Linked DNA regions of Zea mays: all the other regions are linked to region 2. A link is a contact called in public Hi-C data. All regions are on one chromosome and are shown on one strand. The core of a region is the stretch at or near the end of the contact, and the rest is flanking DNA. Distances in the headings are between cores, read along the strand shown.

The links. A called contact is a pair of places that touch in the nucleus more often than the background predicts.
Region 1: a Hi-C map of tassel shows a contact between it and region 2, with 2.7 times the contacts expected there. The contact joins the promoter of LOC103629954 here to the promoter of LOC100193155 in region 2. A contact is called at or near these places in 2 of 25 Hi-C or Micro-C datasets (ear and tassel).
Region 3: a Hi-C map of leaf shows a contact between it and region 2, with 5 times the contacts expected there. The contact joins the promoter of LOC100191461 here to the promoter of LOC100193155 in region 2. A contact is called at or near these places in 6 of 25 Hi-C or Micro-C datasets (bundle sheath, ear, leaf and 2 more).

The regions. Positions count from the first base shown.
Region 1 is chr6:125,846,869-125,850,523 of Zm-B73-REFERENCE-NAM-5.0, forward strand. It overlaps LOC103629954 (alpha-mannosidase 2), which reads right to left and starts at 2,022. Exons shown (of 4, transcript XM_008651052.3): 1 at 1,131-2,022; 2 at 879-1,028. The coding sequence starts at 1,733.
Region 2 is chr6:125,626,222-125,630,062 of Zm-B73-REFERENCE-NAM-5.0, forward strand. It overlaps LOC100193155 (U3 small nucleolar ribonucleoprotein protein IMP3-like), which reads right to left and starts at 1,693. Exons shown (of 5, transcript NM_001416316.1): 1 at 1,393-1,693; 2 at 1,117-1,256; 3 at 858-965. The coding sequence starts at 1,250.
Region 3 is chr6:125,758,170-125,762,124 of Zm-B73-REFERENCE-NAM-5.0, forward strand. It overlaps LOC100191461, which reads left to right and starts at 1,393. Exons shown (of 9, transcript NM_001349816.1): 1 at 1,393-2,021; 2 at 2,109-2,246; 3 at 2,659-2,738; 4 at 3,510-3,901. The coding sequence starts at 1,506.

The sequences.
Region 1 (3,655 bases), core at 772-3,271, 220 kb after region 2:
AAAGAGAAATATGAATATGATGAAATACTTTGCTAGAAAAGATTAAACCAACAGAAAGAGTACAGTGTTATAAAACACGCTAGTTTCATTGATATAGAATAAAAGAGCACAATATCTGTTGAACAATGAATGGCTTAATAATAACAAGCTCATAGCAGAAGCAACATGCTAAAGGAAATAAAAAATAAACATGCCGGTGCTGTGTGTGATCATTTAGTCATAACCCTGACTGTTGAATCTCTTTAACATGTGTACTAATATATGCAAATTCCAGAGAAACAAATCCGGGCACGATAGTTCATGTAGGCTATCGTGGCGCTATACCAGCTCACAACAGTTGTCGCTACAATACCATTGTACTAAATAGTGGGCTATAGCAGCTGAGCAGGCCTCTCCGGTAAATTTTATCGCCCGCTATTTAAAACATGTAAATGCTCAATTGCCCACAGAATCTGTAGATTCTCTAAGCTTGAAGTGACCATGTAGCACAAGAGTCACACCTGACACTAGGCCTGAATCGACTCCTAAGCACAGAAACTACAAGTACACAAACCAACGAGATATAAGACCAAAATAAGTTACAACCAATTCATATCAAAAGCATCAAGTGCATACCTCCCTAAGATTTGAGATCACAATGTGGGCAAGGAGAAACAATGAAATTCGGTATCAGTCCTACAAGCACGGCGGAATTCATTTGTAATCGACTAGACAGCCAGGTAATAAAACGTGAAATGAAATTCATTTCGTTCATGGCCTAGACAGATGATGGACGCATAGCATATTGGGATGACAATGGAAAACAAAAGCAAGGAGACAGAAGCTACGGTTTACTCCTTAAACCCCATCTAAACCACAAAATTTTGCATCCCTCTCACCTCATCGTTCATGACCCATCCACCGCTCACAATTTCGAGCTGCCCGTCACGGACAAGCTTAGCGAATGCCTCTCGCATCTTGGGCGTCGCGTCGCGCCACCACCTCTCCAGGTATGACATCTCCTCCCATATGAATTTCCTTCGCGAATCCTATACCACAGCAGAATCCTGAGTCCTGACAATCGTCAAAAGGAGAAGAGCACCAAGAGCCAAAACCCAAAAGCAAATCTCGAGTGGCGAGAACACAAGGACCTTGGAGAGGGACTCGACGATGGTATCAAGAATGTGGCGCGACTGGCGCTGGTAGTACTCCTCCACGGTGCGGATCCAGCCGGGGTCGTTGTGCGAGTGAGGCGCGACGAAGACCTTGAGCTTCTCGGTGTCCCACTCGTCGCCCCTGTACTTGACCTCCCACCCCTGCTTCCACGCACCACCGTCAACGTCGCTGAACTCGATCCCGTCGTAGAGGTCTCTCGTCGTGATATCCACGGGCGCCTCGCGTCCTATCCGAGCCGATACGGCGGCTGCCGCGGCCGAGTCCCGGTGGCGAAAGGCGGGGCTGCGGGTGAGGCGCGCGCGGCGACGGGTGGGGGAAGACAGCGCAGCGGAGCGGGATGAGGGGAAACCGAGACGGATGAAGGCTAGGATGAAGAGCGCCGCGAAGGCCGTCGCCGCGAGGCAGAGGGCGCGCCGGGAGTAGGGGGAGGACGCGGAGTAGAGCCCCCCGCGGCGGCGGGAGAAGGCGGGCACGGAGAGGGAGGACTTGGAACGGAGGTGGTGGTGCGCCTTCGGCTTGGAGGTGGTGGGGAGTAGCGCGCCGGAGCGGGCCCCGCCACTGCCGGAGAAGAAATGCATCGCCGCCGGTTTCGGGGTCGGGATGGAGTGGCCTGACTGACCTCGCGCGGGATCGTCTGTCGTCTCGAGTGGGTCTGTGGGTGCGCGATGCGCCTTTCCTCCCGTGCCCGGCCCGGCCCGGCCCAGCCCAGCAATATTCGGGTGGGATTGGAGAGTCGGGATTCGTGAGTGGAAGAGCTATGTACTAGGTCCAGTTTGGTTTAGGTTCTGTTTGGTTTGGCTGTGGTTGTGAAAAAAACTGTTGTAGACTATAAGCTATATAAAAGTTGTTGTGTGTTGTAAGCTATTAAAAATCTAGGCTTTGTTTGATTTGGTTGTGGCTATGAAAAAAGCTGTTGTAGGCTGTGAGCTATGTAAAAAGCTGTTGTAGGTTGTGAGCTATTAAAAAACTAAAAATCGTTTGATGGAAACCACTAAAGTTGTTAAAAGTTCTTCGATATATGTTTTCACGGTTCCATCTGAAAGCCACTAAAAGCAGGTCCAGGGGTGCTTTCAGTTTTGCACTACGAGAAAGCCGGTTTTTAGAAAAAACTGCTTCCTGCATCCATCCCTTTGGTTTGGCTTTTGGTTTTTATGGGGTAACAGCCTAAACCAAAAGTCAAACTAAACACACCCTTAGGTCACTAAAGTTTTGTGACTAAAACTTTAGTCGTTTTTAGTCCCTAAAAGGCAAATCTCGTGTGGATGACTAAGGGGTTGTTTGGTTCTATACCTATGGTGCTAAAACATTGCCACATAATTTTATGCCGCACTTGCCTAAGGTGGCTAAGGTTAGACGCTCAAATTCTACGCCACAGTTTGCCACACTTTTACCCGTCATTGACAAGTGGGACCTACATAGCAGGAGAAAAATCTTGCCACAACCGTGGCTTCAAACCAAACACATGTCTAACTTGGTCAAACTTGGCTAACCTTAGTCGTGGCAAACAGTGGCAAGTTAGGCAGCAAACCAAACAGCCCCTAAACTTTAGTTCTTTAGTCAACAATGGATGCCTAAGAGAGACTAAAGTAGGATTTTTACCTCATTTGCCCTATGATGAGTAAGTTTAGTCAGAACGAAGCCGAATTACGAACGGTGTGCTTCAACCCTTCACTGACATATGGGTGTCATGTTCGTCAGTGTGGCGTTAAGTTGGCGCTGCGAGATGGCTACTGGGTTTTGGTGCCACATTATAGCTAGGAACGGTAACTTGATCAGTGGATTCGGATGGAGTTAGACATGGATACAATTTTTAACCTATGGGTCAGACCCATATCCAATCCGAAGTCGGGCAGGTATGGATTAGGATATTACCTCCCACTTGTGGTTATCCGATCATTGGATATTCGCAATCGATCCATAGTTTTTTTGGCTAACTCATATTACACAATAAAGAGTAGACCCTAACCTCATGAACCCAATGCCTAACGCTCTCAATTCCCCATTGTTGGCCGCCCTTTTAGCATTGTTGGCTTCGTGCGTTGTGCCTCGTGGCTCCTATCAAGTCCCATAGACCGCAGCACCGCTGGCAGTTGTCCCTTCCAAGCTCCAGTGCCCTTGGTTGTACCCCGAATGTCCATAATAATTCTTTTATTAGGTTTTTAATTGTGTATGATGGTGATTTAGGAAGAAATTTAATTAATTATGTTATTGAATTGTTGAAAATGATTATGTCTATCATATCCGACGGATATCCAAAAACCATCTGAAACCCCGATGGGCACGAGCATGGACATAAATTCTATTTGTGTGTATGCGCAAGCAGATATTGATGCAATTGCAGTGTTAGAGCGAAGGCAAAACACCCCCTCGATCATTTTCCCCTTGTATATTAATTTACTACCAAAGTATCAGGCGTAGGGCCAATCAAACAGGGAAGAAGAGAGGGCGCAGAGATGGACCTCGGAGACCATGGGCTCCGCCCCCTCGCCCTAACGACGAG
Region 2 (3,841 bases), core at 443-2,942:
ACGGATGCGCCCCCTTTAGGACAGATCTTTACTCATGCTTTGAGCCCTCCTAGCCCCTACAAGAGGATCCGCCCCCATAGGTCAGTCCATCTCGCGTGCACACAACCATGGGAACCAGCGAGTGACCTTTTTTAACCTCAGCCTAAAATTCGCTCCCACTGGATTCGAACTCAGAACCTGAGGAGTGCTACTCAGACCACCTAACCAAATCGGCTAGAGACTCTTTCGCAGTGAAGTTCAATATTGGATTGTATGACCAGACATAGGAAGAATACAAACATATAATTAGAAATCTCATGATTTCAGATATCCAAGCAACCTTTGCCACAGTTACACTGGAGTAAGTTCTGAGGAACCAGTCAAACAATTCATATGTAGATACCTCAACACACTGAGGGTCCATTTGGAACGCAGGAAATATAATTAGAAATCTCATGATTTCAGATATCCAAGCAACCTTTGGCACATTTACACTGCAGTGAGTTCTGAGCAACCAGTCAAACAATTCATATGTAGATACCTCAACACACTGAGGGCCCATTTGAAACACAGAAATTTCACAAGAACCATCTCAATTTCACAGGAAAACACAGGATTCGAGAATGCAATTATAAAATGTTCCTATATATGTGAGGTAGTAAAGGAAACAGCAGTATGCCTTTCCTTACATACTACAAACAGGTACAGGTGAAGTTCAATACCGTTAACTCTACAAGCAGTCAAAGATACAATCAATAGCTACACAGGAGGCGAACTTGTAAGATTTTGGTACTTGAGGATGTAACCCCAGCTCAAAATTTACATAACCAATGGTATATACAATCTCACGATCAAGTAAAGTGAACTAGCAGTCTTACAGCTTATCGAGAATCAAGTCTGTCATCTGGATTCTGAAAGGGTCTCTTGGGTCCATCTGCTTTATGATGTTAACGAGCTTTTGCACCATTAAGCATATCCCATTGTACCTGCCACCCAACAGTCCAAAATTTTCAGTGTATCCTTGATCAAATGCTTCGTTGAGAATTCAACATAAAGCAATCCTACTACTGATCCAATACAAACTACAGAGATGATTAAACAGGCAAGCAAGAGATAGCGGGGATAGAAAAAACCCACTTCTTGTAGTCGTCCCTCTCCACGAGGCGGTAGCGCTGTGTGACGAGCGCCTCGCGGTGGCCGCCCTCCCTCTTGTACTCCAAGAAATTGTGCCTCTTGAGGAGCTTCTGCTCATGGAACTTGAGCTTCCTCATCTTCAACTTTACGCAGCAATCGAGAGAAAGCCGGGTTAAGAAAAATAACTGCCGGAAGAACAACACGAACAAGTAAGGCGAGGATTACTTGCCAACGATACAAGAAATAGACGTAATCAATTTAAGCCAGCGCAGTCAGTACCAGCAGAGGGCGAAGAGAGGAGCGCGACGCCTCTCGACAGAGAAGTGGTTTGGTTCGTTGTTTCCTGTCGCCGGCGGAAAAGTCGCCGATGAGGAGGCCCAAGAACTTTGGCGTCGCCGGCGGTAGAATGGAAAGGGGTGCAGCGGAGGGAGTGCGGTAGAATGTCGGGGCTCGGCCGTGCGAGCGTTATGCCGTGCGGCGGTGCTCTCGAAGTCGAGAGAAGGCAACAGGGCGTGCGGCGCGCGGCTGGGACACCTGTTGCCTGTTGACGCTGGACTCGATGACACCTAGGGTTTGATACATGGGCTGGCATTGTGGTTTGTGGGCATAAATTGATACTGGACCTAAATTTCAAGCACCGTAGGCGCCCGTGGGCTGAAACGGGTCCGCAAACGCTGGGCACCTGTTACCTGCGAGGAAAGAGGCAAAATTCCATACAAAAGTTAACTTTCAAAGCATCTCCAATATCCGAGAAAATGACCCCTAAAAATCAGTTTTAAAGGATATCTAAAAAATTTGTGGCGTAAATTTTAATCATTTCTCCAACAGATCCCTTAAAGCGGCAAATTATTTATAGGGAGCCCAAAAAACCCTATTTGTAGCTACAAATAAGGAAGTTTTAAGTGTTATGAAAAAGTTGGAAGCACTTTAAGGGAACTGTTGGAGACATGTTTTATGTTTTTCCCAAAAAATTGATTTAGGGGAGACTTCTGAGGAGCTCTTAGAGATGCTCTTATCCCCTCAACTAAAAAAAGGCGGCTACCATCTCCCAATTGCAATAGTTCTGTCAGGCTAACTCCAACAAGAATATACAAAGGAATCTAAATACGCATTTATGCAGTCCACCAAACGACGATACCCAAATGTTAACGTGTCCAACCCAAATGTTAATGTGTCCATCGAGCAAGTCTCCCGCCAAGCAAGTCTACGTAGCGAACGACCGAGGCCCCCGCCAAGTAAGTCTGTGAGGCGAAGCGGGCGACCAGCTTCCCCGTCGAGCAAGTCTAAGCGTCGAGCCAAAGCCACAAACATACATCGACCACGACAGTGCGTGGCGCCAGAAGCCCAGGCGATAAGACACAGACACAACTCTCCGACGAACTCAGCGCCGGAGCCTCTACAATAGCCGGTATGGCGGAAACGACAAGATAGGTGCCATATCGAATGGACCAATCCATACGCGCGGAAGGACAACTTGGGGCCCACAATGGCGGGAGGGAACCATGTTGTGTCAGTCGAGCCCCGAGACTCAACCATGGGGCCTGTCGCGCATCACCTCGGGGACATCATCCACAGACCCGCTGTAAGGACAGAAGCGACAGGTGGCGCCATGCCCAGGAGTGCTTCTTCGCATGACCAGGAGAAAGGGACCCGCTGCAACGGACAAAGGATTTCTTCTTTCTTTATTATCTCTCTAAAGAAATAGCAATGTAAGGTCAGGTCCTTAGGATATAAAAGGGAAAGACCCTCTTCCTCTGACAAAAGACACACAAGTACACCAGTTGTAACACACTCCAAGCAGTACTACGATCAACACTACAATGGAGTACAGTGTGAACTTGAACCAGTATGAACCGGTATAAACCCTGCGCCCCGAGTTCATCGTCCGAGTCCCTAAGACTCACCAACGAGGATTAGTCAGGACCTTGCGTGGTTCTGGATAACTCAATAAAAACATCGGCGTCATCCACGAGAGTTTGCATCTCTACCTTGCTCTTTAGCTTCCGTATTTATATTAAGCATTTAAGTTTCAATCTTGGCTTTATACTTATATTATTTAGGATTGGAACTTAGACATTACGGTAGAGATAGCAACACTTAGACAAAACCTAGTCTGCACATTCTAGTTTGATTATTTGCATAGGTTTTGCTCTAGGGATTTATTTGTGGCCTAGTTTAGTGAAACTTTTAGAAGTCCTAATCCACACCCTCTTAGGTGTCACATATTTTCTTCAATTGGTATCATAGCATGGTTTGTCTCATTTGAAACATTTTAGCTTCACCGTTAAAAGAGCCGACGCTTTTAGAGAAAGAGGATGGATACCCATAGGCCACCACACTTCGACGGCACAAACTTCCCATATTATATTGCTAGAATGGCTTGTTACCTATAGGTCGTTGATCTAGGTGTTTGGCGAGTCACTCGTGATAGGATGAAACCCCCCAAAAATCTCGAGAAACCCACCACGAGCGAGGGAAAAGAGATTCATTTAAATGCTAGAGCGAAAAATTACTTGTATGAATGTCTTAGCATAAATATTTTCAATAAAGTTTTTACATTAAAAACTGCTAATGAGATTTGGCTAAAATTGCATGAGCTCCATGATGGCACATCCAATGTCCATGAGCAAAAACATTGCCTAGCCTTAAATGAGTATAATTCTTTTGCTATGAAAGATAATGAGCTTGTTAGAAATATGTATTCTCGTTTGAATCTAATCATCAATGA
Region 3 (3,955 bases), core at 143-2,642, 130 kb after region 2:
AGTAGTGGTATCCGACGAGACTGAATGTGATGGGTGCACCCTACACATGTCAAACATCACCACTTTACAAACCAAGTACGACACCTTGCTAGATGAGCATGACGAGTTGAGATCTAGGTCTAGCTTGTTAGATGCGTGTACTGCTTGTCTTAGTTTGCAGACTAAGCTAGCAGAGAGAAAGGCTAGGATAGCCCTGCTTGAGAAGGCTAGTTTAGTAAGTGCACCTGCACCTACGCAGTGTGCACTTTGTGAGGGTTTATAGTCTGCTCTTGAGTCCTGCAGACATGACAAGACCCGAATCGAGGAAGAAAACACATACCTTCGGTCGGTCTTGAGCTAGGTGTCGTGCATTGATCCCAGCATGGTGGTCAGTCAATTTAAGAGGGGAACTAGCGGACCGAGAATATGCTTTGCTTCTAGGTCTGGGAGTGACAAGGTTGGTGAGTGGAGTGGATTGAAACCATTAGAGAAACCTTCATTCACTCCCAAGCTTGACAAAATCACCTCACCTGAGCCTATCACCCGTGCGAGAGATGGTGTGACTTAGGAGCCTGTGAGAGCCCCTCCTCAGAAACAAGTGTGGATTCCAAAACCTAACCGCCTTGGGAACACACTTGTTACCCTTCCCGACATCTCTAGCGATCCCCTTCCTGGAAGCCCTCAGCCACATCCACCTAAAAAGCCCAAAACTCACAAACAGATACCACCCAAGAGAGAGGTGAGATTCCATTGTGACTATTGTGAGAGGGATGGGCATCTGGCTGTTTTTTTTCTTTAGGAGGAAGAGAAATGAGCGTCGGGTTTCTGAGCCGAGCATAAAAGACATGAACCGTCTTTCTCATGGTGTTCATGATCTTCATGCTCGAAGACGTCCTGCGAGGCCTAGAAGTGCTTTGCCTCTTGCTGGTAGGCCTCAGGTAGAGAGACCACAGGGTGATAGTGACTTTGGTTCTTACTTCCCGAGCGGAGCACAATGAAGTGGTGCTTACTCTTTTTCTATCACTTCGGGAGTCATGGAGATAATTGTGGAGATCTTTGTTTATGGGTTGTAATTGAGGGGGATTTTCAAGTTTGCCATCACTGTTAGTGAACTTTGCTACCTTGCTATTGGGCCCATAAATCATAGGTACAGATGAACTCAAATCATATACATAGATGACGTAATAGCAAAGAAGCAATACTTGTGGGTTGCAAAATTGCAAATATTTATGTAATTGATGGGCTATTAAATCGTTCTAATAGATTTATAATATAATTCTCTTAATACTTTCTAGTGATAATAATATTTTAAATCTGAGTTAAAGCTTCTTGGTGTGAATTTCTAAATCCCTTTTGTATCTGGAGTTATTCCAAACAGCCATTGATGTGTCCGCCAAAGTAATCCGAGCGGCCCATTGGAAACATACCCTCCTCTCCCCGCGGGGACATGATACTCCTGCAAAACCCTCGACCTAGACGGTGCAGCGCCGCCGGCCCGCCGCCGCGGTCTCTGCCTCTGCCTCGTCATGGCGCGGACGATGCTGCCGTCTCCTTCGCCTCACACCGCCGTCAAGAGAGAAATCGAGGACGCAGAGCCCACCGCTCACACGCCGGCGTCACTGCCTCGCAAGAAGCGCCGCCGTGGAGGCCGCCTCCCAGTGACTCCCACCCAGCTTCCCCTAAGCCCTCCCCTCGTCACGCCCCAGACCATCCCATCGGTGGCATCAGGGGACGCGTCCTTCGCCGGCCTAACGCCGACGCCCGTGTTCTCTGCCGTCAAGGACGAGTCCGGCGCGGACACCGGGGTGGGGAGCAACGGGAGGGCGTCCGGGAAACGGAATGACTCGCAGGACCTCCGCTCCGTCCCGAGGCCCGCGGCAGCGGAGCCTCCCACTCTCTGGCTCAACCGCCGGCGTCTGGGCCTCATCCTCCACGAGCTCGCGGGAGCGCACCGGTGGCGCGACGCGGCCAGCGTCGTCTCGACGCTCCTTAGCGGCAACCGAAAGCCCGACTCCTACGAGGAGACGCGCAGAATGTTCGTGGTAAGCAACCATGCCTGATAAAATTTGCATTTTTTTACTTTGTTTTAGTTGTTGGTGTTTCTGATGTGAACATGTGCTGGATGAAAGGTGGCCATGGAGATTCATAAGCGGCTTGCTGAGGACAGCAGCGTGCAGTACGGTGGCAGGAGCAGCTACTACCTCAGAACGCAGAAGTTGTTCAATGTTTGGATGCGAAAGCTGATTTGGTTTCCTTCTTGCCCAAAAGTAATTCCTAATTCTACTGTCAGTCAGGCTTTTGTGATATAAAGGGATCCTGTTATCAAGTATTCTAGTTAGCTGATGCTAGTATGACTGAAATGAGAAATATATGAATGAAACTGGACAAATACCTTGGGTTATATTACTAGTGCCTGCATCATCTCTGTTTCATTAAGGACATATCTGGAATATTTTTGGGAGGACAACATAAAGGCTATGTATTCCTACATCAGCGTTACAAGCTTCTTATTTTTTAATACTAATGCGATGGTCATCATCTTACCTGTGGAATGCTATTTTTTTCGTTTAATTTTATAAATACTGATGGATGGAAAACATGATAACTTATGTTCTGCTGCCTGCTTGGCCATTTTGTTATTGTTATTTTTAGATACTTGACCATTTTTTCATTTGACAGAAAAACTTGGTTACACTTGAACTGGCCCTATTTTACCTTTCACAAGGCAACATCGACAATGCACACATCGCAACAAGAACGTGCGTCATCTGTACACTCATCATGTGTTCTTTTGTTCTCTCTGTTATACCTTTTTATCTGCTGTGGTCATGGTTACAAGCCTGTTCCCTGTTCCCTTCACTTTTTCTGTTCATTTCTATGAAACCTATATATAGACATCCAAGAAAAAGGTCGTAGGTTGCTAAGATTATCAAGCATATTTTTTTCACTTTAGGTCAATGAATTATATGATACTTGAGTTGTAGTTTAGACATGCAATTTCCAATATTGCTTCAGAATATATATATATATATATATATATATGCACTTATATTTCTTAAAATAGATATTTATTCTGCTGAAAGCTTCTTAGTACCTTATATGCAGTTTCTGTGATACTTGCTTATGGTTGAAGCTTTTGGGTATTAGTTGTTTGCCATCTTTCACTTCAATTTAGGGCCTTTTTGGATCCATTAGCATGAAACATTAGCAACTAAAATTAGTACTAGTGGATCCAAATAGGCCTGATAATAAACCTGCTAATTATTAGCTGGCGGGCTGCTATCTATTTGGTCCATTAGCTAGTTTGGAGTTGCTAATAGCTGCTAATAGTTTATATGCACTGCACTTTCAACTCACTATCCAACCACCTATTAGCAGGTGGATCCAAACAGCCTCTTGCTAAAAATTAGTAGCTATTGGCTTATTACCTAGTGTTAATGGATCCAAACATGCCCTAAGTCCTTTTTAGTTCTTCCCACATGACTGAATTGATCTAATTTGAGAACTTGATAATTTCTTTTGTTTTTCAGCCTTATCGCCAATGGTAAACTGCAGACAGAACCAATCTTAAATCTCGTTCATGGTTTAATATCATTTGATAAATGGTACTCTGGCTTGCCTAAAGATATGCAAGTTGAGGATTTTGATGTTTATGATGAATCATGCGGTATTCCGATGAAGTCAAATGGTTCTGCAGGAACTGATCTTCTGGTTAATTCAGATGAGGATAGCATGAATATTGATGAGTCCAGTTTGGCTACTTGCTCTTCAGAAAGTTCTATCAATAATGAGAATATAGACAAAAAAATGAATAACAAACCTGGTTTTCTTCACCCTAAAGAGGAAATGGATCCACTTGAATCACAAGGAAATGAAAACTTGCGAAGCATATTTTTGGATACCTCTGATGGTCCTACTTGTGGTAAGTATCAATTTTGTAGTTCTTTTGTGTTCTTCAAGATGTTTTGCTTTCTGT